Linked DNA regions of Macaca mulatta: region 1 is linked to region 2. Evidence: chromatin contacts called from public Hi-C data. All regions are on one chromosome and are shown on one strand. The core of a region is the stretch at or near the end of the contact, and the rest is flanking DNA. Distances in the headings are between cores, read along the strand shown. Region 1 holds the start of NFKBIA (NFKB inhibitor alpha). Region 2 holds the start of PSMA6 (proteasome 20S subunit alpha 6).

Region 1 (6,276 bases), core at 1,740-4,239, 110 kb before region 2:
TCTCAGTCTGTTGCTCAAGCTGGAGTGCAGTGCTGCCATCATGGCCCACTACAAACTCTACCTCCCAGGCTCAAGCGATTCTCCCACTTCTGCCTCTGGAGTAGCCGGGACTACTGACTCCTGCCACCACACTCTGCTAATTGTATTTTTTGTAGAGACAGTGTTTCGCTTTGTTGCCCAGGCTGATCTCCAACTCCTGGGTGGCAAGCAATCCTCCCGCCTCGGCAACCCAAAGTGCTAAAATTACAGGAGTGAGCCACAACTCCCGGCCCATAAAGGTCTTTCTAAATCAAAACCAGACCCTTTTGTTGTCTTCTGCCCAGTCTGCTCATGGTTTTAATTTCCAAGTGTATATTCTTTTTCACCCACGTTGTAATGTTTGTTGACTTAAACCATATAGATGATGGGGAAAAAAACCTGTTGGATCACATTATTCAAAACTGTTTCCCAGAGCTGCAGGAAAACAAAAGGTACCTCCTTGGGAATCTCCACTGTAGGGACAAGTCATCAAGGCTCAGCACCTCCCAATTTTTTCAAAAGGCACTATGACAAATCAAGGAACGCCTGTGCCTTACTCTTACCACTAGGTGTCACACGAAACAATCAGGAATAAAGACCACCAGGTCCTGAAGGCTACCAGAAATATAAAACCACAGAAGGTGGTGCGAAACCTTATTCCTCAGATATTTTTATTTTTCATAACCATTTTTATACCGGAAGCCAAATATCTTCTTCTGATGTATCCTCTATAATTGGGACATTTAGAGTTTGATGTTTCTGTACATGTTTAAAAGAAGTGAATTTCCCCAGATGGGGGTGGGTGGACACCCACCCTTTATTTTCCCTAACAGTTGGAGTAGAAAATAGTTTTGAGTATATTCCAAATTATAGCGTAGTCAGTCTGATTTTCGCAGTGTGTTTTCAAACGTGTTAATACTAAGACTGCTTTGGCCAAATGATTCATATACTGCCAAGGGGTTCCTGGGTAAATTTCTATGCATTTCAGTTTCTTTTTAGGGAAGTAGGAACAATATCTGTCTTACAAGATTCGTTCTGAGAACCAACAATGTGGTACCTAAGGCACTGGAATTCTTTCAAAAATTTATACCCTGACATTTCCAAGAGCCATGGTCACCCTTACAAAGGAGAATTAGGCACGCATTTGTAGACACTATAACTTTTAAGCTACAAAAGACCTTAAGTAACATTCAATCTAATCTTATTATAGAAGTAAGTATACCACAAAAAAGTTAACTGACCCCTCCAACTAGTGTGCAGTTAAGACTGCACTTGAGATGCCCCCCTGTGGTCCCTGTTTCACCTTGCCTCAATCATTGTAGAATTGCATATCATAAGCCTACAGAGACAGTGGTGTCTATCCCTGGGAAGTTTTCATTGTAACATATGATCATTACTACCCTGGAGGTTCTATCTGATTTTAATTTTTTTCACTTCATACTTGGTCTCTCTCTATTGAGTCAGATTTCTTACATTCTAATATTAGGGGAAGGGTGGAGATTTGAAGAGAGGGGAAGGATTGGTTAGTACATGGCCAGTCAAGGTAAAGATGATTGCAATCATCACCAGAAATCTCTGCAGAACTACAGAGGGCTCCTGGGACTAATTCTGAAGAGCTCTGACCGAAGTGTGCTTTATTTTGCCTGTACCAATTCTACCAAGTAGATGAATTCAGTCCATGGCTTGCAGGCTTGGAGGTGGAGGTGGGATGGAGAGCATAAATTACATTTCTGCAGGTGAAACCAGAGCATAGTGAGCCAAAACCCCTTTCTACCTGGGTGGCATGAATGGGTCCAACTGCTACTATCCCCCAGGACGAGGGAGCAAGGCGGGGGGGGGGCAGGATGGGAGGATGGGGCTGCCTTGAGCCTCCTGCAGGATGACTGGCAACTACTTTCTTAGCGGTCCTTAAGGTCCAATCGCGGTTAAGGCACTAACTAAACTCATTCTTCAGCCTCCTTCTCTAAGTGCTCCTCGAATTGCTCAGTTTAGATGCCCAGAAGTAGGCTCAGGATCCATTCTCTGCGGCAGCACAATGTAGGTCAGATAGCATGAATGCAACAGCTACTTATGAACACAATAGCTACTCTGTTATTGCAAGGTATCCACAACCACCACTACAAAGATTAACACCTTGCTTTACTTGGGGGGAAAAAAAAAAATCATGGTCCTATTCAGCAGTTTCCCCATACAGGGAGAGTTTGCCCCTCCCCCACTCAACAAGGCTGTTCATCCCTAGGAAGTGATTGGAAGTGATTTGAGAGTTTTCCAAAGATTTAGGCTTTCCACTCCTCCAAAGCTTTCACAGTTCTACCTGGCAGAGGTGCGTGGGGGGTAGGGGAGGAAGGGCGCGAAGCTAAACGTCCCCGTTCTGCAATGAGCCTGATATTAGCAGAAACACAAGAGCGGCCTGCAGCCCCATAACCACAGTGCGTCCTTCCCCTTAGAAGTCTGGGGAAAGAAAATCCCTACGCCCAGCCATCATTTCCACTCTTGCGTTTTCAAAAGATCAAAAAACGGAAAGGACCGGCAGGTTGGCAAACCCCAAAGAGGGACCGCCCATCATGTCGGCGTCCTTGGGATCTCAGCAGCCGACGACCCCAATTCAAATCGATCGTGGGAAACCCCAGGGAAAGAAGGTTCACTTGCAGAGAGACAGGATTACAGGGTGCAGGCTGCAGGGAAGTACCGCGGGGAAGGGGGCCTGGTCGGAAGGACTTTCCAGCCACTTGGCACTCATCAAAAAGTTCCCTGTCCGTGACCCCAGTGGCTCATCGCAGGGAGTTTCTCCGACGAACCCCAGCTCAGGGTTTAGGCTTCTTTTTCCCCCTAGCAAAGGACGAAGCCAGTTCTCTTTTCTGGTCTGACTGGCTTGGAAATTCCCCGCGCCTGACCCCGCCCCAGAGAAATCCCCAGCCAGCGTTTATAGGGCGCCGCGGCGGCGCTGCAGAGCCCACACCAGCCCGTGCCGCCGTCCCGCCCGCCAGCGCCCTAGCGAGGAAGCAGCGCGCAGCCCGCGGCCCAGCGCACCCGCAGCAGCGCCCGCAGCTCGCCCGCGCCATGTTCCAGGCGGCCGAGCGCCCCCAGGAGTGGGCCATGGAGGGTCCCCGCGACGGGCTGAAGAAGGAACGACTGCTGGACGACCGCCACGACAGCGGCCTGGACTCCATGAAGGATGAGGAGTACGAGCAGATGGTCAAGGAGCTGCAGGAGATCCGCCTCGAGCCGCAGGAGGTGCCGCGCGGCGCGGAGCCCTGGAAGCAGCAGCTCACCGAGGACGGGGACTCGTAAGTGGCGCAGACCCGGAGCCGGGGGTCCTCGGGAGGGCCGGATGCGCGCGGCCGGGGAGTGGGAGACGCCGGGCCTGGAGCCCGACCTGGGGAACTAGCGATGCAGCCGGGCTGGCGCCGCGGCGCCCCGGGGCTCCTGCACCGCCCCGAACGCTGCAGGGCTGCAGGGCCGCGCGGGGCACCGGCCCGACTCGGAGGGGCGGCGGCTGGGCCCTGGTGGACGGCAGCGTCGCCACACGCCCCCTCCCCCCAGGCCTGTCCTCTAGGCCGGGGGCGGGGCGGCAGCTGGGACGCGAAGTCCCCGGTTGCATAAGGCGTTTCTGGCCGCTGGCGGGCGCCGAGCAGCCGGGAGGGGAAGTACAGGGCGTTCCGAGCTGGCGGGAGGGCGGGGCGGTCTGGCCGGCGCCCGCCGGGGCCGCGGGGGGAGGGGGGCGGAAAGTCCCTGGGCGCCTGCCAGGAACACTCAGCTCATAATAACCTCGCGGAAAACACCGCGGCCTCGGCCTCCAGAAACCCCGGCCTTGCGCAATCCCCCGCAGCCCGCGCCTCCCTGGGCCCCACGCGGTGCACTCACCACCCCTGGGGTTTTTCCCTCTCTTCCCCACAGGTTTCTGCACTTGGCCATCATCCATGAAGAAAAGGCACTGACCATGGAAGTGATCCGCCAGGTGAAGGGAGACCTGGCCTTCCTCAACTTCCAGAACAACCTGCAGCAGGTGCGCCGCTTGCCTGGCCCGGGCTCTCTAACTCTGGGATGGAACTGATGTAGCAAAGTCACCCCAGATCCTTTCTGAATTCAGGGCCACTGGGCATTATTCACCCTCACCTTTTACTTCACGTCAGCCCACATCCTAGAGAGTGAAGGAAATTCCACTGATTTGGTGAGGTCTTTGTGACCCACCTGGAGTCTCTGCTATTTGCCAGTCCTCCCCACCCGCCTGTCCAGGAGGAGCAGCACCCAACCAGGAGACACGGGTTCAGGGGAACTCAGGGTGTGGGTTTGGTCCCTGGCTTACTTTCTCTGGTCTCTCCTGCATTCGTAGACTCCACTCCACTTGGCTGTGATCACCAACCAGCCAGAAATTGCTGAGGCACTTCTGGGAGCTGGCTGTGATCCTGAGCTCCGAGACTTTCGAGGAAATACCCCCCTACACCTTGCCTGTGAGCAGGGCTGCTTGGCCAGCGTGGGAGTCCTGACTCAGTCCTGCACCACCCCGCACCTCCACTCCATCCTGAAGGCTACTAACTACAATGGTATGTCTGCCTCCCTGCCCTGCCCCACCCCCTCAGGTGGCAGGTGATGTGGAGAAGGGGCAGGTGGGCCAACTTAAGGAGTCGAGGCAAGAACTTAAACTGCCAGCATTTGAAAGGTTGAGAAAATACGTGTGCAAAGTGCCTGTTGGATGCCTTTATAAAGTTCCTTCAGAACCCAGACGGTGGGTTCTTAAAATTCAGAAGATATGACTATTTGTCCCATAAAAGAATAGGTGAAAGGAGTGAGGGTTGAAACAGGTGGTTATACTTTTTTCGTTTTGTTCTTCCAGGCCACACGTGTCTGCACTTAGCCTCTATCCATGGCTACCTGGGCATTGTGGAGCTTTTGGTGTCCTTGGGTGCTGATGTCAATGCTCAGGTTAGTGCTTCCTGCCTCCGATGCACTGAGTCAAGTTCCCCGTGCTCATGTTGTGAGCAGAAATTCCAAACGCAGCCATAAGCATCTCAAATTCCTTTTGGTTTCAGGAGCCCTGTAACGGCCGGACTGCCCTTCACCTCGCAGTGGACCTGCAGAATCCTGACCTGGTGTCGCTCCTGTTGAAGTGTGGGGCTGATGTCAACAGAGTTACCTACCAGGGCTATTCTCCCTACCAGCTCACCTGGGGCCGCCCAAGCACCCGGATACAGCAGCAGCTGGGCCAGCTGACACTGGAAAACCTTCAGATGCTGCCGGAGAGTGAGGATGAGGAGAGCTATGACACAGAGTCAGAGTTCACGGAGTTCACGGAGGATGAGGTGAGTCTGTGAACTCCTTGGGCTCTCTAACTAATGAGGGACCATTCCCTTCACCCTCCCGGGCCCCTAGAACTGCTCCTTATCAGAGGGGTATCTACATAATGAGTCTCTCAAATTTCTGTGCATAACCAGTATCCCAATAATGTACCTTTTTTTTTTTTTAAAATAGCTTACCCTTTTTTAAAGAAAAGCATTTTTTAAAACATTTTTAAAATGGGAGTTAAAGGCAAACTCCCTCAGCCTGTAAAGTTCATTGTATTTGGGCTATGGAGAATGGAGTCCAAGGGTTATTTCCAGTAGCGGCCTCCCCATCCCAGTGGCTTGGCAGAGCTTCGGAAGTTTAATGTGTCTTCTTTCCCCTTGTTTTCAGCTGCCCTATGACGACTGTGTGTTTGGAGGCCAGCGTCTGACATTATGAGCGCAAAGGGGCTGAAAGAACATGGACTTGTATATTTGTACAAAAAAAAGTTTTATTTTTCTAAAAAAAGAAAAAAGAAAAAAAATTTAAAGGGTGTACTTATAGCCACACTGCACACTGCCTGGCCCAAAACGTTTTATTGTAGTGGGATCAGCCCTCATTGTGTTGCTTTTGTGAACTTTTTGTAGAGGACAAGAAAGATCATTGAAATTCCAAGAAAACTTCTTTTAAACCTCACCTCTGTGGGGTTTTGGACATTAGCAAAAATTCATGGAAGGACCACATTTTATATTTATTGTGCTTCGAGTGACTGACCCCGTGGTATCCTGTGGCATGTAACAGCCAGGAGTGTTAGACCTTTCAGTGATGTGGGGTGAAAAGTTAATACCTGTCAAGGTTTGTGTTACCCTTCTGTAAATGGTGTACATAGTGTATTGTTGGTAATTATTTTGGTACTTTTATTATGTATATTTATTAAACAGATTTTTCCAAATAAGTTATCCTGATCATTTTCTTCCTGTTCTGAAGTTCCATCCTCCG
Region 2 (6,798 bases), core at 3,915-6,414:
CAGGATGTAAATATGATTTTCTTCCATATAAACATGGGCTTGAAAAATAAAAGCGAATTGAGAGATACACATTCTATGAGTTTAGTTATTAAAAAACAAGGGATGTTCTACTGGGGCAAGGAAAGTATATTCATGTTCAATTTCAATGCTGTGTGGCAAAAAAAAACTTTTGTTATTAAGATTTTTTTGAAGCTGCTAATTTGCTTTTCCCTAAACTTTTAGGCTACATAATTGAGATGTGTGGTTCACTATAAAGTGCCTCTTAACCTTTTACTCTTTAGAACAGTGATTCCTCAATGGGGTGGGGTCATTAGAAATCTTGGCACTGGGGGAGGGGGAATATGAGGTTTGAAAATACAGCAGTATTCGATCCCATCACCTTTTTTGTGTAGTTATATACATATTTATGTATATATGCACATGTATTTATGTATGTGTATGCATGCACACACATGCAATGAATTTCAAATCAGATTCAAGGAGGGCATGAGAAGCCCGGGTTGAGAAATACTGCTTTGAAATAAGAATATTTTTTCAATTGCAAAAGAGGCAAATGGTAAGTACTTCTCAGTCATTTGTGAAATTTCTGACTCCATTTACATCAGCCATTTGTTTCTTCTTGACAGCATCCCCTACAGAAAACACTAATTGAAGGTGGGGCATGGTGGCTCACACTTCTAATCCCAGAACTTTGGGAGGCCGAGGTGGGCAGATCACAAGGTCAGGAGTTCAAGACAAACCTGGCCAACATGGTGAAACCCTGCCTCTACTAAAAATACAAAAATTAGCCGGGCATGGTGGCAGGCACCTGTAATTCCAGCTATTCAGGAGGCTGAAGCAGGAGAATCATTTGAACCCGGAAGGCGGAGGCTGCAGTGAGCTGAGATCATGCCATTGCACTCTAGCCTGGGCGACAGAGTGAGACTGTCTCAAAAACAAACAAAAAAACCCAGAAAACACTAATTGAGTGCTTACTATATATATACACCAGGCAATGTTTTAAGAGCTTTTACATTTATTGACTAATTAAATCCTTAAAGCCCTATAAGGTTGGTGGTTATTATCTTTACAGATAAAAAGTTCTTAGAGCTGCTATGCAGCAAGGACTTGAACTCAAGAATTCTGGCTTCAATACACAATGACACTTCTATATTTTATTTTCAGTATGTCTCCACCAGTCCATTTCTTTCTAGTTCCCTATCAGCATGCTCCCTTCTTTGTAGCAACCAGGCAATGCTCACATACACCTGGCAAGCAAATCCAAATGACTACTCCTCTTCTTTGCCAGACCTATCCAGCAAAGGATCAGCAAACAGAAGAGAAGGGCCTAAAAGTAGCCAGGCTGAATTTGGCCAACTAGGGCCTGAGTCCCATTCCCCCCAACACACTTCCTCCCTCTAGTAACTTGGGCAATTCCCAAAAGTAGATTACAAAGCTAGGTGTTCTACAATTTTTAACATATGAATACATGCACAAACATACAACTTGCATATGTACATTAAGAGAAATATTTCAGGCTTGGAGCAGTGGCTCATGCCTGTAACCTTAGCACTTCAGGAGGCTGAGGTGGGCGGATCACCTGAAGTCAGGAGTTCAAGACCAGCCAGACCAACATGGTGAAACCCCATCTCTACTAAAACTGCAAAATTAGCCAGGCATGGTGGCGCATGTCTGTAATCCCAGCTTCTTGGGAGGCTGAGGCAGGAGAATCGCTTGAACCCAGGAGGCAGAGGATGCAGTGAGCTGAGATCGTGCCATTGCACTCCCGCCTGGGCAATAAGAGTGCAACTCCATCTCAAAAGAAAAAAAGAAAAAGAAAAAGTCTTTCTCTCCACTCCCTGGGAGCAAACACTGCCAATAATGTTATTAACAATTATAAATTATGTTTATAATTATGATTGGCATTATAACCTTTTTTTTTTTAGACAGAGTGTGGCTCTGTCACCTAGCCAGGAGGTGCAGTGTCACGGTCTTGGCTCACTGTAACCTCCGCCTCCTAGGTTCAAGCGATTCTTGCGCCTCAGCTTCCTGAGGAACTAGGACTACAGGTACGCCAGCACGCGCAGCTAATTTTTTTTTTTTTTTTTTGAGGCGGAGTCTCACTCTCTCACCCAGATTGGAGTGCAACGGCACGATGTTGGCTCACTGCAACCTCTGCCTCTCGGGTTCAAGGGATTCTCCCGCATCAGCCTCCCGAGTAGCTGGGATTATAGGCACCTGCCATCATGCCCTGCTAATTTTTGTATTTTTAGTAGAGACGGGTTTTCACCACATTGGCCAGGCTGTTCTCAAACTCCTGACCTCAGGTGATCCGCCCACCTCAGCCTCCCAAAGTGTTAGGATTACAGGCGTGAGCCACCGCGCCCGGCGCTAATTTTTTGTATTTTTAGTAGAGACAGAGTTTCACCATGTTGGTCAGGCTGGTCTTCAACTCCTAACCTCAGCCCACCTCGGTCTCCCAAAGTGCTGGGATTATAGGCTTGAGGCACCGCACCTGGCCAAGCATTATAACTTTAAATGTATACCTCTATTTTTTGATATATCAACTTCAGACATTTATCTTTTGAGTCCCAAGTATGGAAGATAAGGAGCATACTTACCATTCATTAATCTCCCCTCACCATCATCCCATTTTAAAAATATTATTTTCCTACTGTCAATGTTAACAACTTGCATTCTGTAATCCTTCCATGCTTTGTCTTTGGAGGATTCTAAAGTTTATAAACAGACAGTATTGAGAATATTATGATTATGTATATATTTTACTGGAGAACTAAGCATGGAGGGACCCATAAAAAGGGAAATATTCCATACAGATGTGCCAATCTAATAGGCCGAAAAACAAAGTGGGCCAAAGAATCAAACAAGCATCTAATAACATTCACTGAGCATTTACTATGCAGCAGGCACACGTTAAGCACTCTACATACATTGCCTTATTTAATCCTCAAAACTACCATTTAAGGAAGAATGATTATGAGCACAACTTTGGAAAGAGAAACTAAGGCTAAGGTTACATGCCTGGCAAGTGCCTGTATCAGCTAGTATGGAGCAAGGCAGAGATTTGAATCCAGGCATGACTCCAGGGCCTGAACTCTTCACCACTAAACTGCTTGCTCATACTAGTCTTTCACTTTCTTTTTCCTAACAATGTCTAATCAATGCCCTGAATAGCAGAGGGAGTATGTTATTCACAGAGATTAAAATAATTCTGTCTAGGCCGGTGCTAGACCAGGTGCTCATGCCTGTAATCCCAGCTCTTTGGGAGGCTGAGGTGGGTAGATCACCTGAGGTCGGGAGTTCGAGATCAACATGGAGAAGCCTTGTCTCTACTAAAAATACAAAATTAGCCAGGCGTCGTGGCTCATGCCTGTAATCCCAGTACTTAAGAGGTTGAGGCAGGAGAATTGCTTGAACCCGGGCGGCGGGGGTTGCAGTGAGCCGAGATTGCGCCATTACACTCCAGCCTAGGCAACAAGAGTGAAGAAGTTCCGTCTCAAAGTCTCAAAAAAAAAAAAAAAAAAAAAAAATTCTGTCTAGATAATGAACTTGTTTTCAGATAGATGTTCTCTTCCAAATCTTTTAAAACTATCACAATGACACTGTGTACAGCCTTTCTACTCACCAAATCTGGGAAGCATTAACGATTATGCTTTATGGCTGGATTTCACAATACAGTATACAGAAATAAAGTATAGGTCTCGGAGTGACTTTTCCTGTTCACACATTAAAAATCACGAATAGAACACTGAAAGCAGTAGTCTGATATACGAAAATTATTTAAAACTCAGGAATTTAACACAATAAACGAAAATTCCTTGAGGATACAGTTATCTCTTTGTTCTATCCTTAATCATGTTTTTCAATTGGGGATAAATTAAAAGGGCTATTGAATTATCCAACATGATGATGTTTCTTGCTACATTATATACACTATGCAGTAATACACTGAGCAGTTTCATTCCCAGTTATCTTTATTTCTAAAATTTACAGATGAAGAGAACATCATTTACAGACCAATTCGCTCCTTATGATTCCAAGCACAGATGATTATATTACTGTGCAAGGCACGGAGCCACTAAACTCATTCAAAAATAAAACTACCACGGACCAGATATAAATCAAGCTCTACTGACACTCAATTCTCTATGGCAGGAGGTCAAGTGTCTGGCTTATAATCATAACCTAAACCTTGACACCATTTCAACGCAACAAAATACATTCCTATTCCGAGTAACTGATAGTTTCTTTCCACTACAGGTGTTCTTCAGTAAACTAGTACACAGAACCTCATCTACAACTCAGAACCGGCATTTAAATTACTGGAGCATTCAAACAGATGTGGGTAAAAAGGGGATGCCAATTTCAAGACCAGCTCTAGAATCGAGAGTCACTCATTCTATCAGTTTCCCAAAGATGTCTTGAACTCTGTAGATATTTGTAAATTGGCACTTCTAATTTTTGTTATCCGTTTGTTAACGCATCTGACACTCTAAGCTGTGAGCTTCAGTATGGAAGAGGGGTAACATTCATCTTTGTATCTCCTAGGACTAGCAGTGTCTGGTACACAGCAGGCTCGAATGCCCGTGTGGAATAAACCACAGGAAGTCCACGCTGCAAACAAAGGAAAACGGATAGGAGGCATTTTAATTGAGACGTTAAGAAATCAATTACCCTTTAGAAACAGGCCTTGTGCCTCGCCAGCACAGAGTGCAATAAGTGAAGGGGCCTCAGGAAGCCGGAGTAATGCATTACAGCCCTACCTTCCTTAACTCTCCATTGGGTCTAGACAGTGTGGCCTCTCGCCCTGCAGAGAGCCAGGCCTTCAGGCCCCCGATCCCTGCGTCCAGACGCGTGTGCAAATACCACAGAGCTCAATTCAGCCTCAGCCGTTCTCCCTTCCCAGCTCCGGCTCAGCTCCGGCCCCAGACTAAACTCGGGCCGCGTCTGCTCGCTCCAGGCCGTACTATGACAGGGCAATTCAGGTGGACCACAGGCGAACCTGGTTCACTCACCTACTTGGTAGAGCCGACCCTCGGGTGAAAAAATAGTAATGTGGCGGTCAAAACCGGCGCTGGAACCACGGGACATCTTGGTAGAAGCACTACTTCAAACACAATCCCTGTGTCCCGTAGCTCCCGCACCAGGCGTACAAGCACCTCCCGGAAGTTGCAGCGACTGCTTCCGGGGTATCAGCCGCATTTCTTCCGCTCTTGCACGCCAAACTCATGGCTCTGGAGCCAGTTCAAGTGCTGAGCTCTGAGGCCCCGCCCCCAACGGGGGTGGTGGATGGAGGGCGGGGTGACTTCCAAGGTGTGCGCCTGCGCCAAGCCGGCCTCTTGAGTGGATTGAAGAGGTGAAACTTGGGTCGTGGCAGTTTCAGGCTTTCATCTGGAGAATGAATTGACAATAGCAAGGACGAAAAGCCTTCCTGGGGGCCCAGAATAGTGATTTGGCTATCAATGTGACCTAAATAGTCCGTGTAATTAACAAGTCTCTTACATGCATCATGTGTCTGATCAGACTGCTGGCTTGCCTTCTTCCTAACCTCTTTTACCCTCCACTTTGGTTCCTATTACGGGGGAAACAGGTTGCAGCTGCAGTAGCTGCAGCAGCTGCAGCTGTTAAATTTAGGCACTGAAGGAAGCGGGTTCAAGTAGCCGCTGGAAAGAACATTATTTTCTGACAGCCAGGCAAGATCTTTGGCCAGCAGCCCCGACAATTTTTAGTCTTTTTTTTTTTTTTTTCGAGACGGAATTTCGCCCTTGTTGCCCAGGCTGGAGTGCAATGGCGCGATCTTGTCTCACTGCAACCCCCCCATCCCGGGTTCAACCGATTCTCCTGTACCAGCCTCCCGAGTAGCTGAGATTACAGGCGTGCGCCACCACGCCCGGCTAATTTTGTATTTTTAGTAGAGGCAGGGTTTCACCATGTTGGTCAGGCAGCTCTCGAACTGCTGAGCCCAAGTGATCCACCTGCCTCGGCCTCCCAAAGTGCTGGGATTACAGGCGTGAGCCACCATGCCCAGCCAACTTTTAGTCTTGAAAGTGGAACTCCAGCCTGGTCAACATAGGAAGGCCCCGTCTCTAAAGAATAAAATAAAATTAGCTGGGCGTGGTGGCGCACGCCAGTAGTCCCAGCTACTCGGGGGGCTAAGGTGGGAGGATGGCTTGAGCTCAGGAGATCCAGGCTGCAGTGAGCTATGATCACGCCACTGCAATCCAGCCTGGGCGACAGAGGAAGATCTATCTCAAAAAAAAAAAAAAAAAGAAAGAAAGAAAAGAAAGTGGAACTGAGGTTGAAATACGGGTAATGGGGAATGAGGTTAAGCACCCTTGATTAATACTGAACTAGAGCTGAAGAGATGGGGCTTATGGCAGCTAGTGTCGCATGGATTAATGAGAGTAATTCCAAGCTGGTGAGGTAGCTCCCAGAGAACAGCAGGTGGCTTTTCAAATCGCAAATTTGTGCCTCTTTTGACTTTCCCCAAGGCACACTCCTATTTAATGAATATAAAATGCAAAACATAATGTTAGAATAGTTGTTTTTCTCCCCAGATACAGATGGTTTGTATACAAAGAAGGCAAGATACACTAATGTTTGTGGCACTGTAATGCCTGCTGTAATACTGAAGTAGGGATTCTTACCTCTTTAATGTATTTCCTGAACTCACTTTCTATTTTAAAGGAAAAATGTTCTAAGACCCTCAGAAGGGAATTCCAGTTTCTCAAGAGTGTTTTTAAAAATTAATTTCAATTTTATTAATCTAAAAAATCCAAAACTGAAACATGGTTAAGA

Evidence for each region. Hi-C and Micro-C count contacts between places; a contact is called where the count stands out from the background.
Region 1: a contact with region 2 is called in a Hi-C map of prefrontal cortex, with 8 times the contacts expected there. The contact joins the promoter of NFKBIA here to the promoter of PSMA6 in region 2. A contact is called at or near these places in 5 of 14 Hi-C or Micro-C datasets (blood, cortical neurons, fetal cortex germinal zone and 2 more).

What each region holds. Positions count from the first base shown.
Region 1 is chr7:108,520,101-108,526,376 of T2T-MMU8v2.0, reverse strand. NFKBIA (NFKB inhibitor alpha) reads left to right here and starts at 2,989. Exons shown (of 6, transcript NM_001257750.1): 1 at 2,989-3,305; 2 at 3,916-4,024; 3 at 4,352-4,562; 4 at 4,853-4,941; 5 at 5,049-5,318; 6 at 5,689-6,216. The coding sequence starts at 3,079. The coding sequence ends at 5,736.
Region 2 is chr7:108,407,478-108,414,275 of T2T-MMU8v2.0, reverse strand. It overlaps PSMA6 (proteasome 20S subunit alpha 6), which reads right to left and starts at 5,164. Exons shown (of 7, transcript NM_001193553.1): 1 at 5,016-5,164. The coding sequence starts at 5,091. All of the region lies in intron 8 of PRORP (protein only RNase P catalytic subunit), which reads right to left. LOC144330217 (a long non-coding RNA gene) reads left to right here. Exons shown (of 3, transcript XR_013396203.1): 2 at 335-1,616; 3 at 3,319-3,535.